2 separate regions of the Zea mays genome follow, and region 1 is linked to region 2. Evidence: chromatin contacts called from public Hi-C data. All regions are on one chromosome and are shown on one strand. Each heading gives the region's core, a stretch centred on a gene start, on an enhancer-like site or on the middle of the called end of the contact. The rest is flanking DNA. Distances are from core to core; before and after follow the strand shown. Region 1 holds the start of LOC100382999. Region 2 holds the start of LOC100285517.

Region 1 (4,157 bases), core at 894-3,393, 160 kb before region 2:
GGGTAGTCGACGTGGAAGGGCACAAAGGTGGGTGGTGTCGTAGAGCACGGGGTTGATGTCGAGGAGGTGGCCCTGGTGACCCTCGGTGAAGTCGTGGCCCTGGTGGTGGAGCGCGACAATGGCGGGTAGGAGATGGCGGTAATCTCGGGGGGCGAGGGTCACTGAAATCTGGCCAGGGTGTGCGGCAATGTTGGGGGAAGGGTGGGTCGGTGGGCGCGGCGAGCTCGCTCATCTCGTCGCTGAACCGTGCGACGGTGAGGACGGCGTTGTCTCGGTGGCGCGGGGGATGGGCGGGGAGCACGCTGGATGCAGGGGCGGGAGCGGCGTCGAGGTGGGGAAGAGGCAGGCGGGCAGGGCGAGGAAGAGGCCCGTGCGGACGGAAGAAGCGGCGGCTGCGGTATTGATTGGAGGATGCGGCAGCCGCGATTCGCGGCGCGACAGTCGGGGCGGGATGGGCGCGTCCGGGTTTGGCAGAACCGTGCGTCATTCTATTGTGGACGTCTACATTATGTACATAATAGTAGTAGAGATTAGAGATGTTTGTGAATCCTCTATCTACCTTAACGCTAGTACGATGTTCAGTCGAAATAATACTATGGAACAGGTCCTTCATCAGATGCCTCAAATGCCCCGCATTGTTATTACACGCATGTGCTTACCCTTGACTGTAGTCACTATACGTGTTTTGGTTTGTTCTCTACTATGTGTCTTGATTTGTTCTCTCATCATCAGGCATTGGGTTATGCTAATATCTGTCACTATGCGTTTTTTTGCTTTGTTCTCTCAAGGCATCGGATTATACTAATATCTCGATTTATCTTGTGAATTATAGGCTATGTTTTGTCTGACTATTGAAATAAGCAGCATCTCCAACAACTCCCAAACAGTACTTTGAAAATTTTATTTCTCCAACAGCTCCCATTATGTGCTCCCAATTTACTTCTCCAATAGTTCTTGACTATTTTTGGCACAAAATAAGGAGTTGTTGGTGTTGTATGTGTTTTTTTTGGCTCTTTATAGTTTTAAGAAGAGCCCAATATAATAATATTAAAATCTGTTGGAGATACAGTGATGTTTGAATGGACTAAAACTAATAGTTAGTTGGCTAAAAATTGTTAGTAAAATTAGCTAGATAACAAATAGTTACCTAACTATTAACTAATTTACCAAAATAGCTAATAGCTAAATTATTAACTAGGATGTTTAGATGTCTCAACTAATTTTAGCCACTAACTATTAGCTTTAGTGCATCAACATAGGGGTGGATAACGAGCTAGCTCGGCTCGTCCGAGTTCGAGCTGACTCGTTAAGCTAACGAGTCAGCTCGGTTCGGCTCGTTAAGGTAACGAGCCACAGAGTCAGCTCGGCTCGGCTCGTTTAGCTCGCGAGCTAGAGCAGAAAAAAATAAAATATACATAATTATTATTTTTAGTTAATTTCAAACTAATGTAACAATAGAAAATAGTAATTATACTCAGAGTTTCACAAACCACGTCAATATAACACCAAATTAGCACAATTCATCACTCATTAATTCACAATTCATCACTCATTAATTCACAATTCACATACATGTTCATCAGTTTAACCCATAATTATATTTGCATATACCAAATTAACACATAGACATAGTTCATTAATCATTAGCTTAATTCATAGGCCATAGACATCTCATATATATAACATATTCATCAATTATTCTGTAAATGATATGCATATAATTTCGTTTTGCTAGAATATGGTAGCTCGTTTAGCTCGCGAGCTGGCTCGTTAACGAACCGAGCTAGGATGTCAGCTCAGCTCGTGAAAAAATTCAAACGAGCCGATCCAAGCTGACCATGAACCGAGCGAGCCAGCGAGCCACGAATATTTCGTCCAGACCTAATCAAACATCCCTGCTCGGGCTAAAACGAAGCTTTGCTACGTTCGCGGGGCTAAATACAAAAAAAACCGATGAGGAAATTGGATGGAAGCCAAAAGCCCCAAATGCTGTGCGCCTGTGGCCTGCGTGGACTGGATTAACGAAATTTGGCTACTCTTATATTGGGCTTGGCCTTCTTCCCTCGTTATCAGTTTGGGCTGCAAGTTTCGATCTCCAATTTCGCTGGAAATACTGAAGGGCTGAGGATCTTCACTGCGGAACTTGGGTAGGGCGAGTGGGCGACCGCCACAGCTCGACGGCAGGGTCGCCACTGCTGGCCATCACCGACGAACACCACCACCGGCCGCGGACGAAGGGACAGCCAAGCCCTATCCCACCGACGTCTTCCACCGTGGACACGCCCCCCCCCCCCCCCCCCCCCCCCGGCTTCCCTTTCCTGCCCTCTGCCGGGTCGGGTGGGACTGCAGCGGCGTGAAGTAGAGATCCAGGGGGACTTGGATCGTTTTATCCGTTCCTAGGTACGTGTAAAAAGCTTATCCCGCCCTGTTGCAGTTTGTCCATTCGTCCGTCAGATCTAGTAGTTTGTTTCTCTCCGTTCAGTTATTCGCGGATTCGTTTGCTGTCATCTAATCCGACCCATCCACCCCACCCATGGATCCATTAGGTCCTTCTTCCTATTCCCAGCGCACAAGGCTATCTTATCCGAGCTGCTGGGGGTTGAGTGCGAGGTCCCGTTGACGGTGGAGATGGACAAGTTGCGGCAATTCGGGCGGAAGGCATGGTTCATCGTGCGTGTGATGTCTGGTTACGAGGAGAAGAGGATCCGGTCCTACAGGCTGCAGCTGCAGAAGCGCATCGAGATGGCAAGTATTTTTTTCCCGCGAATTTCATGGATAATGTAGTAGTGCCTACTGTCCTTTAATTGTGGAACCAACATTTCCTGGTAAAAGTAACCATTTTTTTTGCTTTCTAAGTGCATGACACCAAATATTCTAGTTGTCTACATGTGCTTTTGTTTTGCTTTCGGTCGGTGGTGGATCCAGAAACGACGCAGGGGGAGGGGGGTTGGGCCTTCTAGGCCAGATTTATTATGGAATAATGAGGAAGAAAAGTTAGGAGTTGTAATCATTTTTTAGGAGCATTATAGAGAGTAGAAGAAGGACCTACATATAGTTTTCATCGACTTAGATTATAGAGAGTAGAAGAAGGACCTACATATAGTTTTCATCGACTTAGAGAAGGCTTATGTCAAAATACCAAGAAATATGATGTGATGGGCTTTGGACAAACATAAAATTCCAACGAAGTACGTTGGAATCATTAAGGATATGTGCAACAATGTTGTGAGTAGTGTTCAAAAAGTTGATGGAGACATGTATGACTTTCCAATTAGAATATAAAAAAAAACCTCAGCTGGGGAGGGAAAGACCGCCCTCCCGATATTAGATTAAGAGATCGAATCATCGAAACATGGTCCTGACCGAGAAAACCCTCGAACCCTGGCTCCCCATCACTAACGGGTTGATCAACTGCCTACTCTGCAACGACCTAGCCGGAGGGTGGCACGTAGGATATCGATCCCCGAGAGCGGGCGGGGTACAACGAGGTTTTTTTTAGCCAAGCTTGAAATTCTCCCCGAGGGGAATCGAACCCGGGACCTGAAGGTGCTACTCGGAACCTTAGCCATTACGCTAGATGCCCTTTCACTTACAATTAGAATATGACTACATTAAAATCAACTTTGAGCCCTTATCTTTTTTATCTTGGTGATGGATGAAGTCACAAGGGTCGCATACAAGAGAATATCTCTTGGTGTATGCTTTTTACGGATGATATAGTGCTAGTTGATGAAAGCCGGACATAAGTAAATATGAAACTTGAGTTGTGGTGGGAGACTCTAGAGTCTAAAGGTTGTAGACTCAGTAGAACTAAAACCGAATATATGAGACATTACTTCTGCGCTACTACATATGAGGAATGTCGGTGTTTGGACCGCGGGTCCTTAACCAACCAGTAATGTGTCGCGTGGCCGGCTTTAGATGGTGTGCGAGATGACACAAGCGATTATCCTGGTTCGGGCTTCTCGAGGTCCTACTTCCAGCAGAGGGGATGAGGCTTATATTACTCGCACCGTGATGCCTCTAGTAGGGGTTTACAAGCACAACGGGAGGGGGGAAGTCCCCAAGTCCCTAGAGATGATTGAGGCAAGTGCCAATATCTAAGACAGAGTGGGAAAGCAAGAACTCGTCTACGTGTCTTATTGTTGTTCAATGGA
Region 2 (3,842 bases), core at 365-2,864:
GGTTTTTCTCGACCTGTGTGAAGTCTTCTTCTTAATACAATGCCTGGGGTTGTCTTACCCCCCCAGTGTTATTAAAACTACGTTTAAACGATGTTTAAACTACGTTTAAATGTCAAAACTTTAATTAGAGATTGAAACCGCGTTTTGGCGTTCTAAACTGTAAAACACAGTGTTTTATGCATTTTAGACCGGTTAGCTACTTTTGGGCTCAGTCTATTAGTTACTTTTGAGGTTCAATCCAGCTCATGGGTGAAGTTTTGGTAAGCCACTAACCTCTCTATTTTGGTATTTAACTTCATATTATTGTCTGAAATAATGATGTATTGGTATTTTTCCTGTGTTGTTTAAAACTACGTTTAAACTTTGTTTAAACGTTTAAAAGTCAAAATTCACCCATGAGCGTTCCAACTTTTTACCGTTTTAATAACCTTGTTACCCCCCCCCCCCCTACCCCCGCAGGTCGAGTTTTTTTTATGACGATCTCTATTATACCACATTGGGTCTCCATTAGAATCCTATAACCTTTGTAGTCTACTTCAATATCAAACAAACAATATAGTATTTCATGAACTGTTTGAGAAATGGGGGAAAAACATGTCTTTGCTATTTGGTGAGAGGATCGTCTTTCCTCAATTTTACTTGTTTTCTAACAGATTTGATACAAATCTCAAGTGTTGGCTGTCGCAGCTTGGTAGCACATTTGTTTTGGGTACAAAATGTCACAGGTTCAAATCCTGTCATCCCTACCTATTAATTCTCTCTTCGTTATGAGTAGGTAGTGGGGAGATCGATTAAAGTTGTTGTAGGTAATTACATGAGAGCAGTTAACAAGGCCCCTTGCAAACAGTTGGAATTTCCATGTGATCCACAACTTGGCTAGTTAATAAATATTCATTGCGTAAAAAATTAAGAACTATTGACAACTCCCCACAGAAGGTACTATCTTTGCCAAAGATAAAGATAAACAGACAGTCAGGGCATTTACTTGGCTCGAAAATAGAACATATATTTTTTGTTTTATTTGAACAACACCAGATCGCGAAAAAAAGGATTCCAATGAAATTGCACCATAACTCCATTCATTCTAAGCCACTTATGGATCACCTGATACCAAACCATTACATTCACAGGTAGACCCAGAGAAAATAATCGAATAAGTACTAGGTGGGAGAAAATGGAGGCTCTCTCCTATCAATCCCACAAATTAGCGCGGAGGATTACCTGAGGAAGCCATTAAGACCCAGAAACCTGGAGGATTTGCACTGAATCGACCAGGGGACGGCGGGTAGCTCGCGGCTACTGAGAGTAAATCCCCGTTCCCTTTTCCGATGCTTTCTCAGCGGCAAATCACGCGCCAGAAAAAATTCCGGACAGGCTCGATGGTCCCGAGCCAACCCCCACCTCGTGGCACGCCGCGCTTCGCTGGGTACGACCTAGGCCACCGCCCTCGCGCCCCGCCGGCGAGCAAGCGAGCAGCGCGTGGGACCGAGACGTGGACGGCCGCCGAGAGCGCGCTCGAGATGCGGCTGGGGAGCGAGGGGGAGAAACGAAACGGGAGTACGAAACGAGATTGTTCGAGGCGCGCAGGGTGCCACGGTTGCGGGTTGCGGCCTGCCGGCTGCTGAGTGCTGACGTAGCCGTCCCGCCCGCCTCAATTATCTGTGGACCGGGTCCCGCCCCGTGATCCAACGGACGGCGTGGCCCGCCTGCGAACGGACAGCATCGAGAGGCGTCAATTCCTCAATGGGTCAGCGGCACGGCATTTGCCATTTTTCTTTTTAAGGCTAGTTTCAAAATCTCGTTTTTTAAAATGATTTTATTTTACAAAGTTAAATGAAAATCATTAGGTAAAATAGAGTTACTAAACTAGTCATTATTCATTTTCCTTTTTCGGCTAGATAGGGCAGCATGGCGGTAACCTCCTGCGCGGCCTCGTCGCATCCGCGGCAGCGAACCCTAGCTCCGCCAGCTGCCGACCTGTCATGACTGAAGATGCAGCCTAAAGTGGATCTGTGGGAAATGGGAGTGGCACGAGAGGATGGTCGAATAAGGTCAGTCAGGCAATTTCTATTTCGCTATTATGGAGTTGGTAATCGAGTCTGTAATGGAGTTGTGGGCTGCTTAGGCCGTATTAGTGTCATCTTGGGTCGTAAATAATAGGTCAGGGGAGTTGATGGTGTGCCTATATATATTGTACTCGGCGTCTTGTGCCAGACATGCTGTCGGCGTTTCGAGACCGGGGGGTCCCTGGGCCGACGAGTGAAATGTCGCCGCGTGCCCCAGCCCAGATGGGTCGGCGCGAAGGGGGGAGAAAGGTGGCCGAAGACGGGCGTGAGAGAGGTGGAAATCCCGCGACCTTCGTGTTCGTCCCGCGCCCAGGTCGGGTGCGCTTGCAGTAGGGGGTTACAAGCGTCCACGCAGGAGAGGGAGCGAGCGGCCTCGCACGAGCGCCTGTCTCGTCCTCGTCCCCGCGCGGCCAACCCTCTGTAAGAGGGCCTGGTCCTTCCTTTTATAGGCGTAAGGAGAGGATCCAGGTGTACAATGGGGGGTGTAGCAAAGTGCTACGTGTCTAGCGGAGGAGAGCTAGCGCCCTAAGTACATGCCGTCGTGGCAGCCGGAGAGGTTTTGGCACCCGGTTCATGTGGTGTCGTGGCCGTCGGAGGAGCGTTGGAGCCTGGCGGAAGGACAGCTGTCGGGGCTGTCGAGTCCTTGCTGACGTCCTCTTGCTTCTATAAGGGGGCTGAGAGTCGCCGTCGTCACAGAGCGTGCGGGGCGCCATCATTGCCTATCTAGCGGAGCGAGCCAGATGGGACGCCGGTCTTGTTCCCCGTAGCCTGAGTCAGCTTGGGGTAGGGTAATGATGGCGCCTCCTGTCGACGTGGTCGGTCCGCGCCCTAGGTTGGGCGATGTGGAGGCTCCTCCGAGGTCGAGGTCGAGTCTGTCTTCCGCGGCCGTGGTCGAGTCCGAGCCCCTAGGTCGGGCGAGGCGGAGACCGTCGGCTGAGGCCAGGGCTGAGTCCGAGCCCTGGGGTCGGGCGAAGCGGAGTTCGTCGTCCTCTGGGGCTGAGCCCAAGTCCGAGCCCTGGGTCGGGCAGAGCGGAGTTCGCCGTCTTCCGGGGCCTAGCCCAAGTCCGAGCCCTGGGTCGGGCGGAGCGGAGTTCGCCGTCTTCTGGGGCTTAGCCCAAGTCCGAGCCCTGGGTCGGGTGGAGCGGAGTTCGCCGTCTTCAGGGGCTTAGCCCGAGTCCGAGCCCTGGGTCAGGCGGAGCGGTGTTCGCCGTCTTCCGGGGCTTAGCCCAAGTCCGAGCCCTGGGTCGGGCGGAGCGGTGTTCGCCGTCTTCCGGGGCTTATCCCGAGTCCGAGCCCTGGGTCGGGCGGAGCGGTGTTCGCCGTCTTCCGGGGCTTAGCCCGAGTCCGAGCCTTGGGTCGGGCGGAGCGGAGCTTCCTATGGTGCCTGAGGTCGGGCTTGACTGCATGTCAGCCTCACTCTGTCAAGTGGCGCTGCAGTCGGTGCGGCACAGGCGGCGCTGTCCTTCTGTCAGGTCGGTCAGTGGAGCGGCGATGTGACTGCGGTCACTTCGGCTCTGTCGACTGAAGGGCGCGCGTCAGGATAAAGGTGTCAGGCCACCTTTACATTAAATGCTCCTGCGATTTGGTCGGTCGGCGCGGCGATTTGGTCAGGGTTGCTTCTTGGCGAAGACAGGGCCTCGGGCAAGCAGGAAGTATGTTCGTCGCTAGAGGGGGGCCTCGGGCGAGACGGAGATCCTCCGGGGTCGGCTGCCCTTGCCCGAGGCTAGGCTCGGGCGAGGCGTGATCGAGTCCCTCGAATGGACCGATCCCTGACTT

Evidence for each region. A called contact is a pair of places that touch in the nucleus more often than the background predicts.
Region 1: a contact with region 2 is called in a Hi-C map of leaf, with 4 times the contacts expected there. The contact joins the promoter of LOC100382999 here to the promoter of LOC100285517 in region 2. A contact is called at or near these places in 6 of 25 Hi-C or Micro-C datasets (ear, endosperm, leaf and 1 more).

What each region holds. Positions count from the first base shown.
Region 1 is chr10:119,797,020-119,801,176 of Zm-B73-REFERENCE-NAM-5.0, reverse strand. It overlaps LOC100382999, which reads left to right and starts at 2,143. Exons shown (of 4, transcript NM_001175682.1): 1 at 2,143-2,400; 2 at 2,547-2,745. The coding sequence starts at 2,629. It also overlaps the pseudogene LOC103642750.
Region 2 is chr10:119,634,769-119,638,610 of Zm-B73-REFERENCE-NAM-5.0, reverse strand. It overlaps LOC100285517, which reads right to left and starts at 1,614. Exons shown (of 11, transcript NM_001279566.2): 1 at 1,222-1,614. The coding sequence starts at 1,234.